2 separate regions of the Mus musculus genome follow, and region 2 is linked to region 1. A link is a contact called in public HiChIP or PLAC-seq data. All regions are on one chromosome and are shown on one strand. Each heading gives the region's core, a stretch centred on a gene start, on an enhancer-like site or on the middle of the called end of the contact. The rest is flanking DNA. Distances are from core to core; before and after follow the strand shown.

Region 1 (5,636 bases), core at 1,878-4,377:
ACACTGTTGCTGTCCTCAGACACACCAGAAGAGGGCATCAGAACCCATTACAGATGGTTGTGAGGCACCATGTGGTTGCTGGGAATTGAACTCAGGACCTCTGGAAGAGCAGTCAGTGCTCTTAACCGCTGAGCCATCTCTCCAGCCCAAGGGTCTTATTATATAGTCTTGGCTGGTCTGCTACTCACTCTGTAGACCAGGCTGGCCTTGAATTCATAGAGATCCTCCTGCTTCTGCTTCCCAAGTATTGGGATCAAAGGCAGGTGCCACTAGGCCTGGAACCCAGGACGTTTTTGTTTTTGTTTTTAAAGATAGGATGTCATTATGAAGTTCTGGCTGTCCTGGAACTCTCTATATAGGTCCAGATGGCCTTAAACTTTGGATGACCCTCCTGCCTCTGCCTCTCAAATGCAGGCACGATAGGTACGAGCTGCCACATTTGCATCTTAGAGATAAGATCTTAAAATTCAGGTATTCCTACTCCCATTTTACGACCTTGGGCCACATCCTTAATGTGCTGTTCAAGCTGCTCTCTTATTGTTGTTGTTGTTGTTGTTATTATTTCCTGTGATTGAGCATTTTGCATGCATAGCTCTCTGTACACCATGGGCATGCCTGGAGCCAGAAGAGAGCAGCAGATGCCCTGGAACTGGAGTTACCACTGTGAGCCCCAATCTGGATGCTGGGCACTGAACCCTGTCTTCTGGAAAAGCAGGCAGTGTTCTTAACTGCTGAGTCATCTCTTCATCCTCATGCTATTCTTGAACAGCTGCAAGTGTGAGACCACAGTATTCCTAAAGCTCCCATAACAGGTTTTTTTTGTTTTTGTTTTTGTTTTTGTTTTGTTTTGTTTTGCTTTGTTTTGTTTTGTTTTTCCAAGACAGGGTTTCTCTGTGTAGTCCTGGCTGTCCTGGAACTCACTTTGTAGACCAGGCTGGCCTCAAACTCAGAAATCCACCTGCCTCTGCTTCCCGAGTGCTGGGATTAAGTGCCACCATGCCTGGCTCCCATAACAGTTTTTAAACAATTCCTCTTTCTTTCTTTCTTTTCTCCTTTTTCTTTGTTGTTTTGAGACACAGTCTTCTTATATAGCTCATGCTGGCTTAGAATTCAATAATTTAGTCCAGGTTGACCTCAAAGTCACGATCCTCCTGCTTCAGTCACCTAAACTTATAAGCCTGTGCCCCCAGGGCAAACATATTCTTTCCTTACATATAAAATTCTTGTGTTAGAAGGGATGCCTACAGGGATGAATCCTCCTTGTTCAGACCCACGATCTCATGCTCAATGAGATATTGTCTTTGACTTATGAACTTGAAAGTAGTGCTCGCTTTGGCAGCACATAGATTAAAACAGGAACTTGAAAGCTTAGTGTGTGGGTGAGTAGGTGTATGTGCACACACATGTGCACTCATACATGCACTCATGAGTGGGAGAATACTAAACTCAGGTCACAAGGCTTGCTGGATAAGCACTTTTTTGTAAGCGTGTCAGGGTTTCTCTCTATGTATGCCCCTGTTAGTCTGGAACTTGCTATGTAGATCAGGCTGGCCTCAAACTCACAGAGCCCCACCTGTCTCTCTGCCTCCTGAGTGCTGGGATTAAATGCAACTGCCTAACTGCCTGCCACTGTGCCCAGTGTATCGAGCACTTTTACCTGCTGAGCTGGGCCTCTGACTTGGGAACTTGAAGCAATAGATGTGTAATGGGGCTCTGAGCTGACAGTCACTAGACATTGGTTCCAACATGACCATAAACTTCAGATGGTCCTTCCATTGTAAAATGATGGGCTTGGGTGTCACTCAGTGCTGACTGACAAGCCACAGAAGGCTGACATCTCAGGAAGTTACTGTCCTGTGGAGTTTCTGGCCCTCTGTGAAAACACAAAAGCAAAGGTAGCTAGACGGTGGAAGTTACAGACTCTCTGCTGTCCCTTGGTAAACTGAACTAGGTAGATGAGTCTTTCTTCCCTGCCTCGGATGTGTGAGGCTGTTGGTTGGCAAACGGGGAGTACGCTTAGGTTTTCATCTGGCTCTGTTGTCCCTGCTAAAAATATGCCACTGGTGTCAGACTAGCTGAGTCATTTTTCATACGTGGCTGCATGGAGGAAAAGTGACAAAGGTCACCAAGGCTCTATTGGACTATTTCCCTTCTGACCAGACACCACCCTTGTTCCAATCAGCCCCTCTTTTTCTGTTTTCCTTTCCTCCCAGATAAGCTGCATATCTTACATAGAAAATGTTTTCGACAGCAAGGTATTGTGATTCAGTTTGCTCACATCCTGTTTCTGCTCATGGACTGACCTCATCTTAGATTTCGTTTCTTCATTTATTTAATTTTCCTTTTTTGAGGAAGAGAAGTTGCTTCTCACTTTTGTACCTTCACTTTAGAGTGTGTAGACTGATTTCATATATAGTCATCCCCCTGGTGATGTGGCAACTTGAGGACAGGTTCTAGCTAGCTTACTAGCGTTCTGCCTTTCATCTCACCTCCCTGCCCCCCAAAGGCTCTCACCCTGCAGCTCTGATCCCAGGCTGTACTGGAACTCACTGTGTAGCCAAGGTTGGCTTCTCACTTATGCTAACCTTCCAGCTCAACCTCTGGGGTCCTAGGATTACAGCGGTGAGCAACTCTGCTTGGCAGAAGTCAACTCTTAACAAGAATGGATCTGCAAGGTCGTCCCCATGAAATCTGTTTACAGAATGTTTGGGGGGGGCGCAGGTGCAGCTCAGCGGCACTTATCTAGCAAGTCCACGGCACTGCCAACAACAGAAACAAGCCTTTCAAAAGAAAGAGCCATGGAACACTCTGAAAAAATACTCTGACACTTATCAGGAATCCAACATTCCATAATCAACTGCCTCTCCAGACATGTTGCAGTTCGTATGGAGCAATGAGTCACTTGGCTTTGCACACAGCCATACCAGCAGGCCTGAGCCCTGAGAGCTCTCTTTCTTTCAGTGACTTCCTCTCTCTTCCTAGGTGGGAAAACACGCGAGTAAAGCAAGAAAAACTTAGTGTCAGATAGAAATAACTACAGCAGGTTTGTAAGGCTGGCTACACAACTGGACTGGTAACTCCAGCCTTCCCCGGATGATAACTATTGTGCTTCGGAAGAAACTCCTCCCTTCCTTCCCTCATCAACTCCCCACCCCCATCTCCTCGCCTTACAGTCTCCTCAATTTCTGCAAGGGTAAGGAATCTCTTGGAATGGAATTTCCTTTCCTTCAGGAATCAAAAGTAAACACACTCCAAAGTCCACACTGAGACTTGTTTTTCCCCGATAATTCTTGGTCTTTATGAGACTCTCAGTCCTTGGGGGTTAGAGATAAATTCTGGGAATCAGAGGTCTACCATTGCCTATATAATTAGGAACTCACTACCAGGTTCCTGTTACTGCTACTAAAAACAGAGTCAGAATTTTACTATTAACCTGTGTGTGTGTGTGTGTTGTGTATGATGTACACTAAAGACATATGAGCACCAGCATGTGTGTGGCCCTGTACACATGTGGATAGAGGTCAGAGGAAAACTTTCTGAAGTCAACCATCCACCATGGCTTCCAGAAGTCAAACTCAGGGCATTAGGCTCGCTTGGCAAGAGCTTTATGTGCCCAGCCATCTTAACCATCCATTTTATTTTTATTTTAAGAATTTTTAACTTTTTGTTCTCTCTGAGACAGGGACTTTGATTCAGAGAGTGTCATTAATATGCATTGCACACACACACACACACACACACACACACACACACACTCAGGTTGATTGGGAGGCTGGTCTTGCCAGATGAGTTCACTGGCCCCAAGGAAGGAGGCAAGGGAAGTTGCCATGGAGAAGGAGAGAGGGAAGGGGAATGAGAGAGAAACAGTGGAGACACAAAGAGAGGGAGAGGAGAGAGAGAATATTCTAGAGATGCAACAGACCCTCACCCAGGAGTCAGCAAGAAGAGGGAAATTGATATCAATATGCTGTCTAGGCTACATCCACTGGCAGCTTGCTATTTGTGTGCTAACTATTCCCAGAGGTGTGGGAGTCTCGGGCAGCGGCTGAAGTCTCTGAGTGTCACATCTCACATCACCTGTGCAGAGTAAAGATGGGGCTGCTTATGAGACATCAGCATTCTGCAAAGAAGGTGTTAAGGGACGAGTTCTCACATCTCTTGAAATGTCTTCCATCGTTGGTCCTGATTGGACTTGCTGGATTGTCTGAGAAGATCTGAAGTGGGCCGGAGCAAATCAAATGCCGAAAATTAAGACCTTCATGGTCACCTTGGGAAAATCTGGCCACACTGACACTGCAACACACCTACCCACCAAGTGCTCCCATTGATTGTCTCAACTCCCAGCCCTGTTCTTGCTGTTTGGATTCTTATCCACTAAATTCCAGTCCCCTGGAAAGGAAGTCATGGGCCAGATTGGGATGGTAGCATCATATGCTCAAATGACTACTACATGCATTCTGATCAAACAATATTTGGAACAGTGCGTGGATGGAACAACTGCTCTACCGCAGGCCGCTTTTGAGATACCACCTTTCCTGTCCCTGGAGAAAAATCTCAAGAAGCGCCTTGTGAATGATTTGAATGCATAGGTGCTCTTCGGCATAATGACTCCATCAGACTTGCTCCGCAGGCATTCGAGAACCTTTCCTCAGCAGCATTTTTTTCTTTTTTGAGCAAGCGTGAGAGTGCGAGAATGACAGCATTCAAAGCACCAATAATACAACCTGGTTCAACCTTACTACATAGAGCTAGAGAGCGCCAAATCATACGATCAGGAATAGGTGGAGAAATGAGTCTCAAAGTCCAAGCTGTTCTCAGGGCTACTGGTGCTTCGCCATGGAAAAGTGAACCAATGCTATTTTAAAACAAAAGAAAAGAAAAAAAGAAAACATAGTCTTATATAATATTTGTGTCTTTTTAGGAAACCAAAATTTTAGAATCCTCACTGCATACATCTCTATTTATTTATTCACTTATTTATTCCTTCCTTCATTTATTCACTCATTTTTGATGTAGTCTTATGTAGCCCAAGCTGGCCTGGAAGTCACTGTGTGGCTGAAGTTAACCTTGAACTTCTGATCCTCCTGCTTCAAAATTCCCAAGGGTTGGGTATACACTCCTGTGTAACTGTATCTGACCAGAACCATAATTATTTATTGGTTTTTCTTTTTAAAAAAGATTTATTTATTTTACTTATGTAAGTACATTGTAGCTGCCTTCAGACACACCAGAAGAGGGCAACTGATCCCATGACAGATGGTTGTGAGCCACCAAGTGGCTGCTGGGAATTGAACTCAGGACCTCTGGAAGAGCAGTTAGTGATCTTAACCTCTGAGCCATCTCTCTAGCCCTATTTATTGGCTTTTCAAGATAGGGTTTCTCTATATAACAGCTCTGGGTGATCTGGGAAATTGCTTTGTAGACCAGGTTCATCTCAAACTCGCAGAGATCCACTTGCCTCTGCCTCACAAGTGCTGGGATTAAAGGCAGGCATTGGCTCCACAATTTTAATTTATAATTACATTTATAAATATTAATTTATAAATACATTTAATCTATAATTGCATTATTGTAATATATTTATTATATATTACATTTATATATTACATTAATTTATAATTTCACACGGAAGCGCC
Region 2 (5,443 bases), core at 360-2,859, 420 kb after region 1:
TTTTTTTCTCTTTTTCTCTTTTTTTTCCCCTACAGAAAACGATGACGAGGTTAAAGGAGAAAATAAGTTACATGACAGTTTCCAAAATGGTTCTCGCTTTCCGTTGAAGATGGGCCGCCGTTGGGTTGTAATACACTCACGGCCCCCGGCTTGTGCTTTACAAGAAGAGGGGATAGAACTAGACTGGTTATTTTAGGTTAAAATAGCCAAGAGACAGACGCTTTCGCCTCAAAAATATTCTGAGACACATAAAAGAAGAAGGAACCAAGTCTCTTCAGTCACAAAATGTCGTACATCCAGCATATACTAGATTCAATTAATTTAATAAAATAGAATATACATAGAGATTCTGCACAAACGTATTGCTTTCTCCCAACAGCTCCTGGTGTCGAGAGCCTTGGCCACACTGGGCATCTCCTTCTCCTTCTTCCCGGAGGCCGGGGGGCTCCAGGGCTGTGTTCTCTTCAGACTGACTCTCAGGAAGTCCTGCTTGTCATCCCTCAGCCACTGAAGAAGGCATGCGAGGTGCCTCGTGGCTACTTACGCCCCTTTGCTGCTTACATGGGACTTTTCAGAAGGACTGCCCAGGAGGCGGAGCTAGGATCTGCACCCAGTGGAGAAAGGTGATGGGGACAGAGTGGGTAGGACTCAGGGATCCAGGTCTGTTGGGTCAGAAGACAAACCAGAGAGACTCAGCGCATCTTTCTTTGGGGAGGGTGAGGCAGCCGTGCTGTCAAGGGGGCTGGAGGCCGAGGGATCCTTCGAGTCACTGGCCGGCGCCCTCCTCCTGAGGCAGACGCCAGGACTGCATGGGGGCCGAGGGCCCTGGCTCTCCGGGGGGTCTATAGAGATACTGGGTGGGCTGAGTTTTTTCTTAGGCCGGCTCCCAGGGCCCCCAAGAGGTTGGCCCCCGAGGCTTGAGGGGCTTGGACATAGGCGGGGCTGGGAGCCGCTGTCCAGGCAGCTGACAGCGATGGAGTGTCTCCTCTGTTCGTCTAGCCAGGACCCAGGCCTGCGCCGGCAGCTCTGGGCCTCTACACTGTAGCATTTTTTCAAGTCCCGTGGGGACAGGGGTTCTTCCTGACTGCTGGGCAGGAGGTCTCCTGAAATCCAGCTCAGCTCCGTGTCCAGCTCTAAGCTGCTTCTGGTCTCTTGAGGGTCCTTGGCCCAGCTGGGTTCCAGGCCTGGGCAAGGGGCTGGCAGGCGGATGTGCTTGGAGACTTTGCTCTGGCTGCCGGAGCGCTGCTGCACCTGGATGCTCGACCCGCCCCAGAAGGATGAGGAGCGGGTCAGAGGGCAGGAGGGCCCACTCACCTCTGACAACAGGTCTTCCCGGCTACCCAGGCCCTGCACGTCCAGGGAGTCAGTCCTTATTGCTGCCTGTAGGGAGTGGAAGCAGGGCTCAGACCAGAGATTTCCTTTCCAACTCGGATCATCCTTTATCCTTTCTGTCATGCTGGCTGTCCCTAACCCCCCCACAAAGCTGCAGGACCACCCTATTAGCTTCTCTTATTGGGGGTGATGAGCCCTCTGAGCTCTGTGGACCACACCTCCCCTTCAACCACCAAACCTTTCTTCTGTCCTCCCTGCTCTACTTCCCCAAATCATCCTGCAGGAGGAACTCTCTGCAGTCTTTGGGCTCTGGGAAGCCAGAAAGAACTCACGCCAGTTCTGCTTCCCAATCTGGCCCCTTTGTGCCTCTAGCCTTCAGGGAGAAAGAGCAAGGCAACGATTCCCTCGGCCTTGAATTCCCTTCCCAACGGCAAGCATCCCTTGCTCTGCTGAACATGGGTTTTCTGTGATGAGTACCTGCCAATCCACTTCAAGTAAAACTAACCCTTGTCTCCTCGGGGCTCCCTGCTATAATACACAAGCACCATGGGGCTCTAACCTGTGACTGCTGTGATCTGATAGCATGTGTGTCTCTGTCCTTACTGAGCTCAGAGAGCAGGAACTGTATCCCAGTGCCTAGCAGCAGGAAGCTGCTAGGGGAGTGGGTGTGGGAAGAGGGACCATGCCTGACCCCCACGAGCATGATGCTGACAGATATTCCTATATCTGTGATCAGGAGACACAGACATCAACACAAGGCACACAAGCATCATCTGGCTCTATAAGTCACTCTCTGGTTCATGGATGGTGGATCCCAGGCTTGGCCAGAAGTAAAGACACGTAAACCCTGCCTTACGTCCTTCAGTTTAGCCCAAAGTGTGGAAACTCTGGACCTGGGATTGGGAGCCTTGATACCTGGGTACCACCTCCAATGGATGTTGGTTGCCATGGCAACAACTGTACCTTGGCCCCTAGGCCTCCTCAGTGAAACAAGGTGTGTTCATGAGGTGGGGGGGTGGTGGTGGTGGTGGTAACTCCCAACTACTTCTCTTTTACCCAATACCGTGTTCCTAGTACCTAGAGCTGCTCTCTCATTGGCTGGAAGAATAAAAGTGTTGACTCTGGCCATTACCGACAGCACAGGAATTCCAATTGGAGAGTCTCACCCCAGGACCTAGGTCCAGCCCTTCACACTTGCTTACCTGGCGCCTGAGAGGCCTCTGAGCCAGAGGGGAGCGGCCAGGTGGGGGTAGTTTAGGGATGGCGCCCCAGGTGGGAGCCCCATGAGGCTGGAGCAGATAGTGTGCATCTTTGGGAAGCTGTAGGATGCAGCTGGTGTCTGCTGGTTGGGAGTGAACAGACAAGATGGAGCCTGTGGGGAAGGGACAGGGAGGGTTGAGTAGAGATAGTGTTTGATGCTTTCCTTCGGGTCCTCCTCCCCATCAGAGCCTTTACCCATCACTGCCCTAGGATGAGAGCTACCTCCTCTAGTCTGGGTATTTCCCTTTAGCTTAGGGTTTCTTCAAAATAAGAGACACTGCTTTTTGTTGGTCTTAGGCAAGGTCGTCTCTCCTCGTGTGAGCTAAGCTGTTTCACCCCAGACTTGGTACCTGACTGGGCTTTGGGGAGCCCCCAGCCCCTGTGTCCTAGGGATCTCTCGGCAGTGCTCCCATTGCGGCACATGTAGCTGTCATTGGGCAGAGAGTGTGTCCGGCTGACACCAGACTTCCTCACAGTCAGCAGGTCTGGTCCTAGGGGGACTGGCCCCTCCTCAGTGTGAGGTACCATCTGCAAGAGGATGAGAGGATGGGGTGAAGAGCATGCAGATGGGGTTTGGTAGCTGAGGAAAAGCTAGACAGCAGGAACTAAGCCCTCTCCCGCCAGACCCACAATCTCCTCCCACATACACCTACCCACACCCACCTCCACACCCTCCTAGGCCAAGGTAATGGGCATGAGCATGGAAGGAAATAGGAAGACATACAATGAGTCTCTACGTACAGGGAGGAAGGAGTGGAAAGGCCCCACCCTGAGAGCATGCCCACAGAATCACCCGTGAGCCTCTGGGCTGGGGATGGTGGAGGACCAGGAGGGGAGAAAAAAGAGAGCAGCCCCCAGAACTGCATGTGATCCTCTCAGAGAGTCTGAAAGTTACCCCAGGGATCAACAGGGGACAGGCCTGAGCTAGATCCATGCAGGTTAAATAACAGGTAAACACAAGGGAGATGTCCCATCGTATTCTGCGGATCTACTTTAATCACACAGAGACTCTAGAGGGTGGAGGTGGGTAGCAAGTCCTGGGCACTGGGAACTCAGTACTCCCTCAGGGGACAGACTGAGGTGGGAGTGGGTCTGGGAAACCTGTTTTAAAGAAAGGAAATGATCAGCCCAGGACCCCAGAAGAAGAAACCAAGGCTAGATCCCAAAGAGTCTCTCTCCCTCTTTAGAATCCTTTTCGCTAGGCTACTCTGTCTCAAGGAGGCTGAAAAGCCCCTCCCCGCCCATGGGCTCAGCTGGTCTCAGTCCCAGCAAGTGGAAGATGGCAAGGCTGAGTAGAGCCTGAGTCTTTCCCTTCTATTCTCAATCCCAGGACCTACTCCTTCCAACTGGCCACATCCTCTAGAGCCCCTCCCAGACTTTGATCAAGATCCTGCCTCAGCTGACCCAGCTCTCACCAGTAGGCAATGGGTGAGAGGAGGGGGGCTGCTCACTGTCGTGGGAGAGGGGGCAGGGGGAAACTGAGGAAAGGTAGGAAGGTCAAAGTACCAAAGCCCCAGGAGCTTGTTGAGGACAGGACACAAAGACACACAGGGACAGCAAAAGGAAACAGGAACAGTTCCCCAGGGGGAAAGGCATGGTGGTGACAGCAAAGATATGGGTCTCACCCAGGACACTAGTGAGTCTCATGAGAGAGAGGCAGGAGGAGGGAGCAGGGAGGGAGGGTTGGCTGGTACAGGGCTCCAAACACAGAAGCTGACTCCCAAGCTACTTCTGTTTTGGGCTATCATTCCTGGAATAACCCTGTCACCACGGCTGCTCATGTGACCCCTCTGAGCAGGGTCTTGGTTTTTATCTTATCTAATTCCTTTATTACCCGCAGGGGGTACAAGGAAAAAATTCATGCCAGCAAAGGCTGGGGCACTTTGTGCCCACAAGTGAACGCCTCTGGGCAGGACCTGGGCACAGAGTGGGAGGAAGACCTGGAGCCCTGCAGCCAGCCGAACCCAGGCTGGGGGAGCAGCAAGGGATGTGTGCATGTACATTGCTCTCCAGGGCACTAAGTAAGAGTGTGTGAGTGTCATCAGGCAAAGAGTCATCCGTCAGAGCTAGAGAGCAGGACGGTTCAGACACAATCTCTGACGTCAGAGACAGAGCCTCCATCTCAGCTAGAGGGATCTAGACAGGAGAGAGATGAGCAGGCGTGAGAAACCAGGACACACACTGGGCACACTCGCAGCCCCCACTTCCCCTTTTCCACAAAGCGGGGAAGAAGGCATTCCATTTCACTCCCCGCCCCTTGCCCAATATACCCACGGCCCCTCCCCTCTCCCACTTCAACCCCCTGTGCTGATCAGAGAGTCTGCAGCAGGCACCAAAGAGACAGAGCAAACACTGGCAAAGCAGAGAGACCAAGAGACGCAGAAACACATTCTAAAGATACCCCAGGCATCTTAGCAGCCCCCTCCCACACTACCAGCACCCGGGGAGAGAGCGGAGGAGAGGGCTTCTACTCTCATAAAGATGATACCAAACAAACAAAATAAAAAGAAGAAAGGCCAGCAAAGCCCTGTCTCCTCTCTGCAGACAGAGCAGCATGGCAGCGGGGGATGGGGGGGGGCACGCTGGGGACAATGCCACCAGTCTGACGGCTGTTTTCTGCCTATTCTCTTCGCTTCCAAAAGCCTAGCAGGACTTGGCTTGCCCCCAGATTCTGGCTTCTCCCCTCATGGGCCCTCCTCCGCCTGACTGCAACCTGCTTCCCCCTCTCCAACGTGGGCCTTAAGGAGGTGCTCTCCCAGCCAGTGTGAAGGGGGCACACTCTGGTCACCACATCATCTAGCTGGCTCACCTAGGAGCTTCAGCACCTGCAAGATATCGAGGGTGGGGTGAG

Evidence for each region. HiChIP or PLAC-seq counts read pairs in DNA pulled down with a chosen protein or histone mark.
Region 2: an H3K4me3 HiChIP or PLAC-seq map of bone marrow-derived macrophages shows a contact between it and region 1, with 11 times the contacts expected there. The contact joins two enhancer-like sites. A contact is called at or near these places in 5 of 484 Hi-C or Micro-C datasets (the G1E-ER4 cell line, cerebellum, embryonic stem cells and 2 more) and 2 of 115 datasets of contacts at active chromatin or transcription factors (bone marrow-derived macrophages and pancreatic cancer cells).

What each region holds. Positions count from the first base shown.
Region 1 is chr11:93,985,769-93,991,404 of GRCm38.p6, forward strand. No RefSeq gene overlaps it. Among named protein-coding and RNA genes, the nearest start is that of Spag9, 7.5 kb to the right of the region's middle. Within about 2 kb of position 3,128, at least 144 of the 459 cell types and tissues checked have an H3K27ac peak or open chromatin away from gene starts, as enhancers often do. A contact at or near this core is called in bone marrow-derived macrophages, where this site is marked.
Region 2 is chr11:94,408,497-94,413,939 of GRCm38.p6, forward strand. It overlaps Cacna1g (calcium channel, voltage-dependent, T type, alpha 1G subunit), which reads right to left. Exons shown (of 35, transcript NM_001177888.1): 33 at 2,943-3,120; 34 at 2,535-2,704; 35 at 1-1,380. The coding sequence ends at 649. Among named protein-coding and RNA genes, the nearest start is that of Abcc3, 18 kb to the left of the region's middle. Within about 2 kb of position 1,610, at least 4 of the 459 cell types and tissues checked have an H3K27ac peak or open chromatin away from gene starts, as enhancers often do. A contact at or near this core is called in bone marrow-derived macrophages, where this site is marked.